2 separate regions of the Mus musculus genome follow, and region 2 is linked to region 1. Evidence: chromatin contacts called from public HiChIP or PLAC-seq data. All regions are on one chromosome and are shown on one strand. Each heading gives the region's core, a stretch centred on a gene start, on an enhancer-like site or on the middle of the called end of the contact. The rest is flanking DNA. Distances are from core to core; before and after follow the strand shown. Region 1 holds the start of Mfap4 (microfibrillar-associated protein 4). Region 2 has its middle 12 kb from the start of Epn2.

What was found. HiChIP or PLAC-seq counts read pairs in DNA pulled down with a chosen protein or histone mark.
Region 2: a contact with region 1 is called in an H3K27ac HiChIP or PLAC-seq map of heart atrium, with 5 read pairs. The contact joins the enhancer-like site here to the promoter of Mfap4 in region 1. A contact is called at or near these places in 1 of 39 promoter capture datasets (liver), 7 of 115 datasets of contacts at active chromatin or transcription factors (bone marrow-derived macrophages, craniofacial prominence, embryonic stem cells and 3 more) and 3 of 9 other capture datasets (adipose tissue, liver and pancreatic islet).

What each region holds. Positions count from the first base shown.
Region 1 is chr11:61,481,860-61,488,945 of GRCm38.p6, forward strand. Mfap4 (microfibrillar-associated protein 4) reads left to right here and starts at 3,572. Exons shown (of 6, transcript NM_029568.3): 1 at 3,572-3,626; 2 at 3,862-3,946; 3 at 4,179-4,333; 4 at 5,051-5,147; 5 at 5,220-5,402; 6 at 5,895-6,846. The coding sequence starts at 3,621. The coding sequence ends at 6,142. It overlaps Mapk7 (mitogen-activated protein kinase 7), which reads right to left. Exons shown (of 7, transcript NM_011841.2): 7 at 6,953-7,086.
Region 2 is chr11:61,587,882-61,594,967 of GRCm38.p6, forward strand. No RefSeq gene overlaps it. Among named protein-coding and RNA genes, the nearest start is that of Epn2, 12 kb to the left of the region's middle. Within about 2 kb of position 2,505, at least 40 of the 459 cell types and tissues checked have an H3K27ac peak or open chromatin away from gene starts, as enhancers often do. A contact at or near this core is called in adipose tissue and heart atrium, where this site is marked.

The sequences.
Region 1 (7,086 bases), core at 2,322-4,821:
CAGCAGAGCAAGCCACTCTTATCTACCCTTGCATCTCCAGCTCCACTCCTCCCCCCACTGTGCTCAAAACTTTCCATCTCTTCCTCCCCCTCCCCTTTTCACCACACGCCTGAACATCCTGGTGGTTCCTACAGCAGGAAGGCCACAGGGCTTCTGGGTGTCTTCTACCTGCCTGCCCCACATGGCTGCAGGCAGGCCTTATTTTCTTATTCTTATGTGTAGGAGTATTTTGCCTACGTGTGTGCCTGTGTACCGTGTGTGTCTGTGTACCATGTGTGCCAGTTGCCCACAGAGGCCAGAGAGAGCATCAGACCCCCTAGGACTGGAATTGGAGATAGTTGGGAGCTGCCATGTGAGTGCTGGGAATTGAACCTGGGTCCTCTGCAAGAGCAGTCAACGCTGCTAACCGCTGAGCACTCTCTCCAGCCTCATTTCTTGTTTGTTTGTATAAAAGTAATATTTATAATCTGAAAGTTTCATATATTCATACAATATATATTGAGTATGCCCACCCATTACTACCTCACTGATATCATCCCTAAGTGTGCCTGCCTGTCTCCCAACTTTCTGTCATCTTCACACACACATACACACACACACACACACACACACACACACACACACACACACACACACAAAACCTGTTAGTGGGCTGGGTGATTCTTTCAACATCTTCAGAGGAGTACTGACTGCTTGTATTTGCTACCACATTTCTCTTCAGAAGGAGTTGCCCTAATTCATAGATCTAACTCTTAGCATTTATTTGGAAGGACACCTGCCGGCAGAGTACCTCCCTGGACAGCACAGGCGCACATTACCACCAAAAGAAATCTATAATGCTTTAATGAAATATTATAGCTCTGCTCATTCATTTTGTAGTTTTCACTCCTACAGTTGTTAGTTATGTCCTCAAAAGTTTCTGTTATTGAACTTTAGGTGTGTTTTATTTGTTGCGATAACCCCCCCCCCCACACACACACACACACACACCCTTAGTTTCCTTTCTGTAACTTTTGTTGTTGTTGTTGTTATTTGAGACAGGGTTTCTCTGTGTAGTCCTGGCTGTCCTGGAACTCACTCTGTAGACCAGGCTGGATTGGACCTCAGAAATCTGCCTGCCTCTGCCTCCCAAGTGCTGTGATTAAAGGCGTGTGCCAGCCTTTCTGTAGCTTTATGCTAGTATTTGTTGAAGGAAATATTAGAATTAGAGACAACTTGTGTTATAAGAACAATCCACACGCTTCAACTAGATGAACGTTTCTTTCTCTTCTACAGAAGGTTTAGGGTAGGATGGTGCAGGCCCGGCCTGAGACCCACTCCACACAGCAGGAAGGGACCATGCGTCTATCTGTCTCACCTCAGCCATTCCCCACATAAGGCCTCATCCCCATGTTCCAGGCAGCAGCTAGGTCTCCCTCCCTCAGCTTCAGAAGCAGAAGGAAAAACCAAGATCCATCCATCTTCCATTTGCATCTTATTGGCCAAAATTCAGACCTGTGACCTCACCCAGCCACATGAGAGACTGGACAATGAGCCAGCTAAAAATCTGGACTAACGCAAGAGTGATTATCGTGAGGAGGCCAACTCTGCCTTCCACAGACAAGGGTGAAAACTGTGTTGACTACAACCCACTCGAAGGAGAACCATCGGATGTTTATGACGATGATGAGCGAATCTGGCTAACTAATGACTACAGTCCACCAGATAGCATTTGTGGGAGGCCCCTGGTTCAGCTTCAGCTCCTGCACTGACTCTGACTCCAACTAACTTCAGGCGGCTCTGAAACCAATTACGGAACTAAGCTGTAACCAATTAAGCGGTCTCTGCACACGCTCGTTCCCTCTCAGTGCTGTCAGATCCTATTATTACTGGGAGTTGTCTGAATTCGCCTTGGACCGCCCAATTTGCAAATCACTTTTGTTTTGTGTTGCTTTGTTTATAATTGCTCAAATTCACATTGAATTTAATTAGGTTAAGATTTCTCCTTTGGGCCGGGTGTGGTGGAACACATCTTTAACCCCAGCACTTGGGAGGCAGAGGCAGGCGGATTTCTAAGTTCGAGGCCAGCCTGGTCTACAGAGTGAGTTCCAGGTCAGCTTGGACAAGTTGGTGTGGGCACTGTCAAGGAGGCCCAATGGGGTTCTTCGTGGGTCTTTTCTCCTTTTCCAGGGATGGAGAGAAAGGATCTAAGCCATCTCTTTGCTCTGGATCTCTCACATGCTCACCTGTTACATTTGTGTCCCTTCAAGGCATTTTTGGTTCTTTGTCCAAAACACGTAGGCCACTCCAGGGGCTGATTCTGCATCCCCAGCAGCAAACATATTGTGTAACACATAGTAGGTGCTCAAAAAAAAAAAACAAAAATCTGTCTTTGGTGAATCCATACGCTTTATGATGGGTGCTGAGTGTGCAGAACTGGGAGGCAATGAGCACTACCCACTAGCACTCAGAGACAAAAGGAAAGGCCGGTGGGCGCCACGAGGAACAGCCCAGGCAAAGGCCCAGGGGCCTGCTGGCCAGGAGTCTGGGTAGCCAGACAAAGTGTAGGGAGTCACGAGGAGCACGGGCTTGAAGGGAGGTCGAGCCAGACTGGTAATTCCTTTCAAGTCCCAGTCGGAAATGTTGGCCTCAGCCGTGAAGGAATGGAGAGCCACCGGAGGCTTAAACAGGGGAACACAGATCAGGCACCTGGGACACTCTTGCAGCCGACAGAGAATGGGAGGAGGAGGAGAGAGCAAAATCAGAAGAGACTGGGTGGCCAGGGTGGCGGGAGGCACACCGAAACCAGGCTTAAGGTGGACAAGGAAAGCAGCATTGGGCTCAGCCAGGATGGAGGAGAGAGGGCTCGAGAGGCTCAGCCGGGCGGGCGGGCGGCGGTGAGAGCAGATGGGCTTAGAAGGGAGGAGGGGCCGAGCGAGGAGAAACAAAAGCACCCCAGATGGTCCAGGGAACTGTAGGAGGGGAAAGAGTGGGGGGTACAGACACCCAGCAGGGGAGGGGGCTGGGAAGGAGTTGGAGAGGGCCCTGGCTCCAGTCGAGGCAGACAGAGCTGCTGGCCGCCTGTATCTTTCTGCTCATGGCTCAGAAATGTCCCAAGCTTGCCAGGAGACTTCGGGCCCCTGCTGGCCCTGTCTCCTCCCAGGCCAGGCAGCTCCCTCATAGGGAGCTTTGGGACCGTCTCCCCTAGCCTTCCCATTGCCAAGTGAAGACCCCTGTCTCAGTCCCAGGGACACCTCTTGAGCAGACTAGTTAGGAAAGCAGACATCTGCAGAGGGCCTGTCAGGAAACAGAGGGGTGAGCAGAGGCCAGCGGGGGTTGCCAAAGGACCCACAAGTCCAGCAGGGCAGGAGGCAGAGTGGGGTCCAGGGTACAGTTGCGGCTGGTAAGGAGTTAATGTCTGGTTCACAGTGCTTCTCTGACAGGCCTAATGAGACCCAGGTGGTCCTCTGGCCCCTGACAGTGTAAGCTGATGCCGGGGGCCGGTTGTTGGGGTGGGGGTGGGGGGCATTCTGCAGTTCCAGGGGCGGAGCTGGGTCTGTGGGCTCAGACCCAACACATAACTGTGGGCGGCTGCAGTCTGGGGCCCCAGACAGCCAGCCTCTCTCAACTGAGCTGACACCATGAAGGTACTGGCCTGGAGGATCAAGACCATTTGTGGAGACAAGCCACTTGCCAGATAGGGAACAGCGAAGCTCAGTGGAGTTCTCTTGAAACTTAAGTTCTGGGGATATTGGGCCTTCCTCTGAAAGTTGAGAGGGGGTAAAAAAGACAGAGGGCAGAGTTCAGGCAGGGAGAGCCCTGGGAGGTGGGAGGCGTCTGGCCCATGTTGGGGGCTACACTCACCCCATTTCCCATCCCCAGGCCCTCCCAGCCCTGCCACTGATGCTGATGCTGCTCTCCATGCCTCCCCCCTGCGCCCCGCAAGCCTCTGGGATCCGGGGAGATGGTAAGCAGCCCCCATTCACAGACACGGCCTGGTCAGCAGGCTGGATGAGGCCATTCTAAGTGAGGCTCTGCAGGACTGCTTCCTCCTCTACAAAGTGGCAGGTATCCCCCTAGAGAAATCTCCAGATTTCTCCTGATAGAGTCCCTTAGGCCTGGAGCAAAACTGGGATATGGAGGGGGGTGTCCTTATGCCTTAGTCTTTCTCCTCACGGTCCCCACACTGCCACTCGCAGCTCTGGAGAAGTCCTGTCTTCAGCAACCCCTGGACTGTGATGATATCTACGCCCAGGGCTATCAGGAAGACGGCGTGTATCTCATCTACCCCTATGGCCCCAGTGTGCCGGTGCCCGTCTTCTGCGACATGACAACTGAGGGCGGCAAGTGGACGGTGAGTAGGCAAAGGGGCCTCAGGCCAGATGGGGTTCAGGCAGCTGCGCGATCCCGGCTGTCATCTCTGTGAAGTGGATTTTTCATCTTCATGGGGACTGGATCCAGGGCTGCTAGCACTTACTTGCCTGAGGAAGCTAATGCATGCTGTCCTCACAGCGGTAGGTTGGTGCCTTGTCTAAATGAGGAACTGCGAGCCCAGGTAAGTAGCATTAATAGCCTTGGCGGGCACAGTAATGAACTCACAGCCAAGTATTCTAGATCCTCCTGATGGGTTTTGGGTTTTTTTGTTGTTGTTGTTGTTTTCTAGACAGGGTTTCTCCTGGAACTCACTTTATAGACCAGGCTGGCCTTGAATTCAGAAATCTGCCTGCCTCTGCCTCCCGATTGCTGGGATTAAAGGCGTGGGCCACCACGCCCGGCCCTCCTGCTGGTTTTATCATGCAGTGCTGGGATGGAACCCAGGGCCTCTAAGCTAAGTGGGTGCTTTGCCACTAAGCTATGTCTACAGGTCCCAGCTCCCTCTTAATCTTTTCCCCTTCCTGTCTCTCAGCAGACAAGGGGCCTGGTAGATACCCCCTTCTCAGCAGCAGATGTTCAATGAGAGGCCTGGAGCCAGAGAGTGTGTTCTGTTTTAGCAGTTCCCTAACAAAATGGCTAAGAGTCACCCTAGGGTACTGGACCTCCATCATCCAGCCCCTTGTCCACTTGTTTCCAGGTTTTCCAGAAAAGATTCAACGGCTCAGTGAGTTTCTTCCGGGGCTGGAGCGACTACAAGCTGGGCTTTGGCCGTGCTGACGGGGAGTACTGGCTGGGTAAGGTGGGGCCATGGGGTGGGGGCTGCCCCTCAGCCAAGTCTCTGCTGACCGGCTGCCACCCGTCCCTAGGGCTGCAGAACCTGCACCTCCTGACACTGAAGCAGAAGTATGAGCTGCGCGTGGACTTGGAAGACTTTGAGAACAACACAGCCTATGCCAAGTACATTGACTTCTCCATCTCCCCCAACGCCATCAGTGCTGAGGAGGATGGCTATACCCTCTACGTGGCTGGCTTCGAGGATGGCGGGGCAGGTACCCCTCTCAGCTTCTTCAGGGGCAGTGGCGGGGGGGGGGGGGGTAGGGGGAGTCAGTAAGGGGTAGGATCAGTAGGGGGTGGGGCGGGTACCTCTCTCAACTTCTTCAGGGGCAGTGGTGGGGGAGGGGGTGGGGTCAGTAGGGAGTGGGGTCAGTAGGGATTGGGGTCAGTAACGTAGGATTGGCCCTGCTCCATTGGTTCCTAAGGCCCCTCCCTCAACCCTTCTGGGTGTAGAAGAGTCATAGCTCTCCACAGACCAACTTCAGCTACAGGAACCTCAGCCCCAGGGAACAGCCACCCTGGCCCTGCTCCAAGTGGCCCTGCTCCAGGCAGCTCTGCAGAAGAACAGCTGTTCTCTTTGTGGCTCAGGGAGGGTGCCCCCCATCCGATAGGATGCCACATCATGTCATCCCAAGAGTCATTCATCAAGTGCTGTCATCCTCTCAGCTCCTGGCCTCAGTTTTTCTAGTCTTCCTCCCTCTTGCCAGGTGACTCACTGTCCTACCACAGTGGCCAGAAGTTCTCCACCTTTGATCGGGACCAGGACCTCTTCGTGCAGAACTGTGCAGCCCTCTCCTCAGGAGCCTTCTGGTTCCGAAGCTGCCATTTCGCCAATCTCAACGGTTTCTACCTGGGTGGTTCCCATCTCTCCTATGCCAATGGCATCAATTGGGCCCAATGGAAAGGCTTCTATTACTCCCTCAAGCGCACGGAGATGAAAATTCGTCGGGCCTGAGGGGCTGGCCCAAGCAGGCCCCATCTTTCCCCTGAAGTCCCAAGGGTCCATGTTCTCCCTCCACGCTTTACCCACAATTCCTGAGCACCAGCCATGCCCTGGCAAATCCCTGTCCCACATACAGCCACGCCCTGATGCATTCCACCTGAGGCTAGGCTGTCAGCAGCCCTCCAGGCCTTTCTGTGGCTGAGCCATCCTAGCCTGGATCTGGCTGAAATCCATTAAAAACTCCAAGTTGCTTCTACCCCTTCACGACAGCTGAAAGCCAGAAGCTACCTTCTAGCTGCCAGCTTTTGCACCCCACCTCAGCAGTTTCCTTACTGCAGAGCCTTCTGTTTGGGGCTACCCTCGACAGAGTCATGCAGCACCTGTGGCATTGCCAATCAGCTCTTGCACACTGCCACACCCCAGCACTCACATAGCTCTCCTCAGAATACTTCCTACCTTGGCCTCATCACTTTACTCCCTACGTGAGCATCATGGAGCCCAATCCCATCTGCCTTCACTCATCCCTCAAAATTCACCACCAAAACAATACTCACCACGGCTACTGCTCAACTCTGAAGTCGTCATGGCAAAGATAGGCTTGTTGACTTGGTCCCCTACTTGCCCTAGCGATCGTCATGAGAGGCAGCAGGGATCAATATGTGGGGCTGGAAGTGGGTGGGTAGCAGAGGTCTCAATAAACTTCAGGATCTGATGGACTGGCTTTGTGGACAGACATTTACTTGGCTCCAAATATGAGCACCTGGCTCTTCCTCACTGTACCATTGTTGGTGTGTTTACCCCAACCCCAAAAATGACGCAGAGTCAGGTTAAAGAAAACCTTGTATTTCACAGGCCTCATTTTGATGGCAAAACAAATGCATATTACAACAATAATAAAAAATACAATACTGGAGAAGACTGCTCAGGGAGGAGTAGAGTCTCCTGGTCCTGTTATG
Region 2 (7,086 bases), core at 1,255-3,754, 100 kb after region 1:
ACAGCAGGCAGCTCACACCAGCCTGTAATTCCAGATCCAGGGATCCAATATCCTCTTCTGGCCTCCAAGATCATGCATGTGGTATAGATACCAAGAAACACAGCCATGTAAAAATTAAAATAATTCTTTTTAGAAATAACTGAGAATTTTTTTTAAATGTCCCCCAAAATGGAGCATAGTGACCCACACCTTTGAGCCTTTAACTCCATCATCACTCAGGAGGCAGAGGGCAGGGAATTGAACAACAGCCTCGTCTTACACAAACAAAGCCCTCCTCTGCCTGGTCTAGTCTGTACAAACATCATAGTCCATGCTTATACAAGCTAAGAGCTGTGACGCTAAGATGTCAGCTGGTGCTACAATCCCAGGAGGTCATGGTCACATACGTGGTATAGCTGATGGAACAGTTGAGGCAGGATGGCTGCATGGTCTGCACCCCCACACATGTGGAGTGGTGCTCTGTGTGTGCAGCCTCCGGCTTGTGTCTTCCAGAAGTGCATCTCAGAGCTTTTCCGTACCAGTGCAGTGTAAGAAGGAGTGGCTTGCTTTTCTTGTCTTTTTCCCCCTCAGCCTTGGATATGAAACCCAGATCCTTGCACATGCCTAAGCAGGTATCTAGTCCAGAGTCACACCCTGGCCTCTATGGCCTTGTTCTGAATGCCTTGGCATCACTAAAAGTTCCATGGGACCAAGAATGGTGTCCCCTGCATCCTCTTCCTAGAGGCAGTGCTGCATGCCACCATCCAATTTGTCTTCACCCTCCTGTGCAGATGTGTTCTCCAGGTGAGTTCAAGAACAGTTCCAGCCATGCCTGGTGGTGCAGGCCTGTGGTCCCAGTGTTTAGGAGCCCAGCTCAAGACCTGCCTAAGTACTTAGGTGAATCCTTGTTCCCAAATAAAAGGGAGAGGAGCAGAAAACATAGCTCAATTGTGGGGAGGGTCCTGGGTACTGAGGCAGAGAAACAGAGAACAAAGTAGCAATCTAGGGCTCTACTGGGTTTGAATTCAAACCGTCCCAGTTCCTCCCAGTTCCTTGTGACAAAGCACAGCACTTTTGACAGTCTAGCTCTTTTGCCTGTAAAACACACACACACACACACACACACACACACACCATTGTCCAAACAATGTATCTAGCAGCTTCAAACCCCCACCTACATCGGGCTACAAGTACACCTCTTTCTAACCAACAGTATAAGTCTTTCCACCCATAACAAAAGTTAACCTTAGACAGTTTCTACTCCAATATGTTTCCAAGGTATCCAGTATAAATCATAGAAAGACCTATTGGGCCCGAACTAGTTGTGATAGATGTGCTACAAGGCAAAACTATGTCCTGGTGTAAACTTTTAGGTTTTTGGGTTTTTACCATTTTATGTATATGCATAATTGGCAACATATATGATTAAACGCAGATATATCATGGAAAGGCACTCACTCTGTAGATAGAAACAACAAAGAAAAGAGAATCACAAATTTCACCCTTTTGCCCCCTCATTCTTTCTGCTTTTGTCCCCCATAAGAGGAAGTCCCTTGAATATCCTCACCCATGAGGCCCAGCATCAGTCTTGACAGTATATTCCTTTTAATCTGTATGATAATGTCTGATCTTGCTTCTTTTGCAAATCAGTGTGAGTCCTTATTTTCAGTTCTTTGGATATGAGACCAAGAGCCTGAAAACACCTAACCTTGACTCCTACACAGGAAGAGGAAGAAGAAGCAATTCCACGGTTCCTGCTAGACAGGAACTTATCTTGGGTACTCAGACCCAAAGGTAGGATTTATGCTAGCAACCAAGGACAGTTTGTGTGCTGTCAGCTGACCTCTCACCCACATGAGGCTCCTCCATTGGGTTAACTGTAGCATCTACCCTGTGTGTTAAGAATAGAAGGGGTGAGCCGGGCGTGGTGGCGCACGCCTTTAATCCCAGCACTCGGGAGGCAGAGGCAGGTGGATTTCTGAGTTCGAGGCCAGCCTGGTCTACAAAGTGAGCTCCAGGACAGCCAGGACTATACAGAGAAACCCTGTCTCGAAAAACCAAAAAAAAAAAAAAAAAAAACAAAGAATAGAAGGGGTGGTAGTAATCCAGCATTAGAGAGGCAGAGGCAGTTGGAGTTTAAGGCTAGCCTGGTCTACATAGTGAGTTCCAGGATAGCCAGAGCTACACAGTGAGACCCTGTCTCAAAACAAACAGAAAAACAAGCAAAAGAGAATTTGCTTGTCAAATCTCCCTTCTGAGGTACTGAAGCTGTCTGGGAAAGTGGTGATCTTGCCTGGGCTGCTCCATTTCTTTCCACAAACCCCTCTCTCCTCAGGTAGCCCTCTGAGGCGGCAAGGCCATTGTTTGGCCGGGGTATATGTTGCATAGTACATATCGTTTCTCCAGACCAAAGAACTTCACTTGATGCCTTTCTTCTCCAACTGTGGTTTAATCATGCACTAAAACAGCAGTTCTCCCAGGACCGTGGCTCATTCACACCCTTCGTGAAAGACAGTGAACTGTGCTAAGCCTCTGTTCCTACTTATGCCTCCCTTATTTGCTGAGATTGAATCAGCTCAGAATACTCACTGAATTCATGCTTGAATCGGGTTGGTTTTTACCCCAGGCCCTTTCACCCATGTTTTATACGCAGTAACAAATCACTTCCTGCTTGTTTAAAAAAAAAAAAAATGTAGAGAGAAAAAAGTTGCCACCAAGCTGGGAACTGTCCCCAGTAGTCTGATGGCTCCTAGCCTGCATCACAGTCTATGCCAGCATCAGCTGATCATTTGGAACAAAATGTCCAAATCTGAGACTGGGATGAGCTCGCTGGATGTGTGGTCTCCAGTGCCGTGGTCCAAACAAATCCTAGCTCCGCCTCTGAAGAGTTGACATTGCCTCCCTCAGGGCCTTCACTTTCCAACCAGCTCGCTAGAGCTAACAAGCATAACATTACTATCTTAAGACTTCTGCCAGGGTCTCATGAGAGGGGTCAGGTCAGAATGCGTCCACACTCTGTTTCCTCAATTTCCTGTCTGAACCTCATTTCTCTCAGCTGTTTAAAAAAAAAATGGATAGAATACTCCCACTTCATTTGCATTACTCACTGAAGGAGAGATTCCTATTCCTCCTAAGATTTGAAAGTGCTGTGTATACAAGGAAATGTGGTGTGACCTTTGGGGCTGCCCCAACTATGTAGTGCTGCTTTGAGAATAGCCATAATCTTAATCCTCAGAAAAGAAGGAGAAGCCACCAGGACCCCGAGGCCAGGCCCTGCCCAGATGTTCTCACGCAGACCAAGTAGGAAAAAGCCAGGCAGGCAACTGCACCTTGTCATTAGTGGGGAAAAGGATCTATAAGGATCTATGGAGTAGGCTGGAGAAACTATTCCTTCTTTCCTGCCTTCCCATTTGGAAACTGCCCCCCCCTCCCAGTCTAGATACACCCTATATGCAGTGGTTGAAAGCACAGTTCCTAGCAAGGAGGCCCTGCCACACCACTGCTGTGTGACTGGGAATAGGTCACTGTTAATCTCTGAGCTCTGAGCTGTCTTTGCCTCTGCCAGTGATGGGTGAACTGCTAACTCAGAGTAGCAGGGCATTGCTCTATGCATAGGAAGCAGCTCAGGGCCAGGCTGACAGAGCTCAGCATCAGCAGGGTGATCTAAAAGCCTGGACACGTGTAGTCAGCTCTCTTGCTGCCTCTGCCCTTGCTTTTACTTTGCAGGACTGAGGCCACAAATCTATCTCTGAGCCTTCAGAAGTGACACAGACATAGCTACTGAAACGTTAAGGTATAACAATCCAGGCACACGCCTTTAATCCCAGCATTTGGGAGGAAGAGGCAGGCAGATTTCTGAGTTCGAGGCCAGCCTGGTCTACAGAGTGAGTTCTAGGACAGCCAGGGCTATACAGAGAAACCCTGTCTCAAAAAAAAAAAAAAAAAAAAAAAAAAAAAAAAAAAAAAAAAAAAAGACAGAAGACCAGGGGCCCTATAGAGTAGGAGAATGCAAATTTTAGCCACATGCAAAAATATCCCCCAAACTTTTGTTGTTTGGGGGGGGGGGGGATGAAGCAGGAGAATCAGGAGTTCAAGGTCATCCTTGGCTGGCTAAACAAAGAGTTCAAGTCTAGCCTTGGCTACATAAACCCTGTCTTAAAGAAAAAGAAAGATAAGTTGAAAATATACAGCAACTATTACTAATAATTGGTGTAAATGTGCTTAGCTGAGAGGCTCTGAGCAAAAGGATGACAAGTAGCACCCCCATTCTGTCCATCTGGGCTGCTAAGCACAAGCCTCCTACACACCAGGCAAAGGCAGAAGGGCAGGTTAACCAGCCGGCACCTGCCAATCCCCATCCCGGTCTTGCTTTCACATCCATTGCACAGATGGGGAAACTGAGCTCCAGCATGGAACAGGACTGCTCTCTGGCTCGTCTGCTAGTCCTGTTCTTCAGGCATCTCAGACCACAGTTTCTTAGCATCTTTGGCCCCTGATGCCTGTCCATGGCCATTTCTGAACATGAATGTGTGCAGCCCCCCACCCCTACCCACACACCCCTTCTCATGGTTGCTCTGGCCAATGATAACAAGATTGGAGATTAGGTGACCTTGCCTCTGGCTGCTCATCCTACTAATACCCATCCCCTAGATAGACTTATCCTAGTTAGGATGTAATCTGTGGGACTGTTCTTATTTACTTGTGGTTCTGACTTGTGTCAAGTCCTGGCTGCAGACAGCAATGCCTGGGAACATTTGTTGGGTCAGAAACAGAGATGCCTGTGAATATTTGTTGAGCCAAGAGAGAAGAGACCAGATACCCCAGTGAAGCTGGACCATAAGTTTGGTTGAGTTTGGCTGGGGCTATACCTGGTGTCTAGTGAGACATCATAAACTGAGCTCCAAACTCAGCCCAAGGTTGTAGGCACAAGGTGTCAGATCAGAGATAGGTTTGGGAGGGAGTAGCAGTTGGCCTTCCTGTGATCCCCTGCCAGCTAGGGACACAGCTCCGACACTGTAGTAAGAAAACCAAAGCTCATAGCATATCTGAGCACTCTGAATTGAGAGAAATGGGAACAAGGTCTGCACAGGCATGGCTAAGGGTGGTAGAGCGGAGAAACTCAAATCATGTACTACAAATGGCTCTACACAACCCCACCTTACAAGGCCCATGGTGGTAAAGAATTACTGCCAGGGACTAGGTAGGGTTGTATGTGCCCATACTGCTGAGGCAGGAGGATGGAGCCTAGCCTACTAGTTTTGTATGTGACAAAACTTTTCCTAGGAAGATGCCACCTAAGAGTCTACTCACCTCAGACAGGGAGCTCATAACAGACCACAGGACAGATAACACCAAGATCTGAGTTTCACTGGGGTTACTGTTGAGTGACAAAACTTACCCTGGGGAGATGCAGCACACACAGCTACTCACCCCAGATAAGGAAGCCACACAGACCAAAGTACAGATACCACCAAAATCTAGTTTGCTGAACCAATGAGTTTTAATGGGGTTACTTACAGGAATATGGGTGAGGAGTTACTTTCAGGAGCAGAAATGACTCAAAGACAGCTGTACCATCAAAGCCCACCCTAGCACAATGACAACTTACAAAGTTGGGAATTTAGAGCATACTGCACAGCCTGCAGGCAGCTCAGCAAGTTGGAGAGTGTCCTTTCCAGGTACTTGGCGTGGTCTGTGCTTCTTCGGACAGTTGGTCTGGTTTCTGGTCCTTCGAGGCACCTGGTCTGATCTCAGAGTCTTTTTTTGTGGGGAGCGGGTGTGGCGGCAGTCCTAAAGGCGCCAGGGACTGCAGCTAAGTCATATGACTTGCACCTGACTTCCTCATATAAGACACAAACATCTTGAGTGCTGCGCATGTGTACCAGGATACAGGTGAATCCAATTTGGTGGAGATTTGCCCCTGCTGCCCTGATTAGCTGAAGCCTCGTGACTGGCGAGGGGGCGTGGCCTGCGGTGCGTGGATGAGAGAGAGTATAAAAGGAGTGAGAGGCCCAGGGTTCGGGGGAGATATAAACGAGGGAGAGATACAAACAGGGGAGATATAAACAAGGGAGAGATATAAACAAGGGAGATATAAAAACGAGGGAGATATAAACAAGGGAGATATATGGAGAAAGAAGAAACAGGACTGAATAAATGTGTGCAGAAGGATCCTGTAGCAGCGTCGTTCTTCCTGGCCAGTTGAGCGCGTGTAAGAAATGGTGCCGAAACCCGGGACAAGAAACATCTTCAGGCATGAGTGAAGACCCCCTGCTACAGGAAGGATTCAGAACTGCATCACTGGGAAGGAGCGGTTAATAAAGTGTTCCCGTAAAACAGACTGTTGAGAAGGATCCGGCGTGGATTCAGAACTCTTCAGCTGGGGAACGGTACTGATGAAGAGAAAGAAGAAAGATGAAGACTGAATAAACTGCTGTTAGAAGGACTGGTGGTCGCATCGTTCTTGCTGGTCGAGAGCAGGCGCGACAATTGGTGGCCCGTACGGGGAACCGACTCCCCCGCCGAGTTCAGAACTTTCAGCAGTCAGTGGTTGCCGGCAGGGTAAGTTCACAGTGAGTGAAACTTGGGACCCCAGGAGTTTGGGAAGGACCTCTGATAAAATAGAGGTGAGCATAAAGTTGCCAGGAAGCAGGCACAAGGTAACGAAAGGTTCATGGCTTTGGGACAAGTTAAGGTTCCCGGCTTTGGGACAAGTTAAGGTTCCCGGTTTGGGGACAAGTTAAGGAACTATGATAACCTCAGTGTAGTGATCAATAGATCCTCGCTGTGTAGTTATGCTTTTTTCTTCTGTTGACCCTTTGTGGGTAGGTCTGATAGTTTTGGTCTTGTTTGTTCTGATATATGGACTCTGTTACTGTTTGAAACTGTGTGTAGAGGCAGTCAAGACAGGTCAGAAAATCCTTACAGAGCAACAAGAAAGTATGTTGGAAAAGAAGGGCTTAAAAAGAAAAAGGAAAAAGAAAGGAGACACAGTGTTATCAGGTGGTCAGGAAGGAGGAAACAAAAGAGCCGAGGTGGAGGAGGAAGGCGAATTAGCTTTTGTGCCGCCTCCCTATGCCTCCTCAGCAGCCACCTGTAGGTGGACCT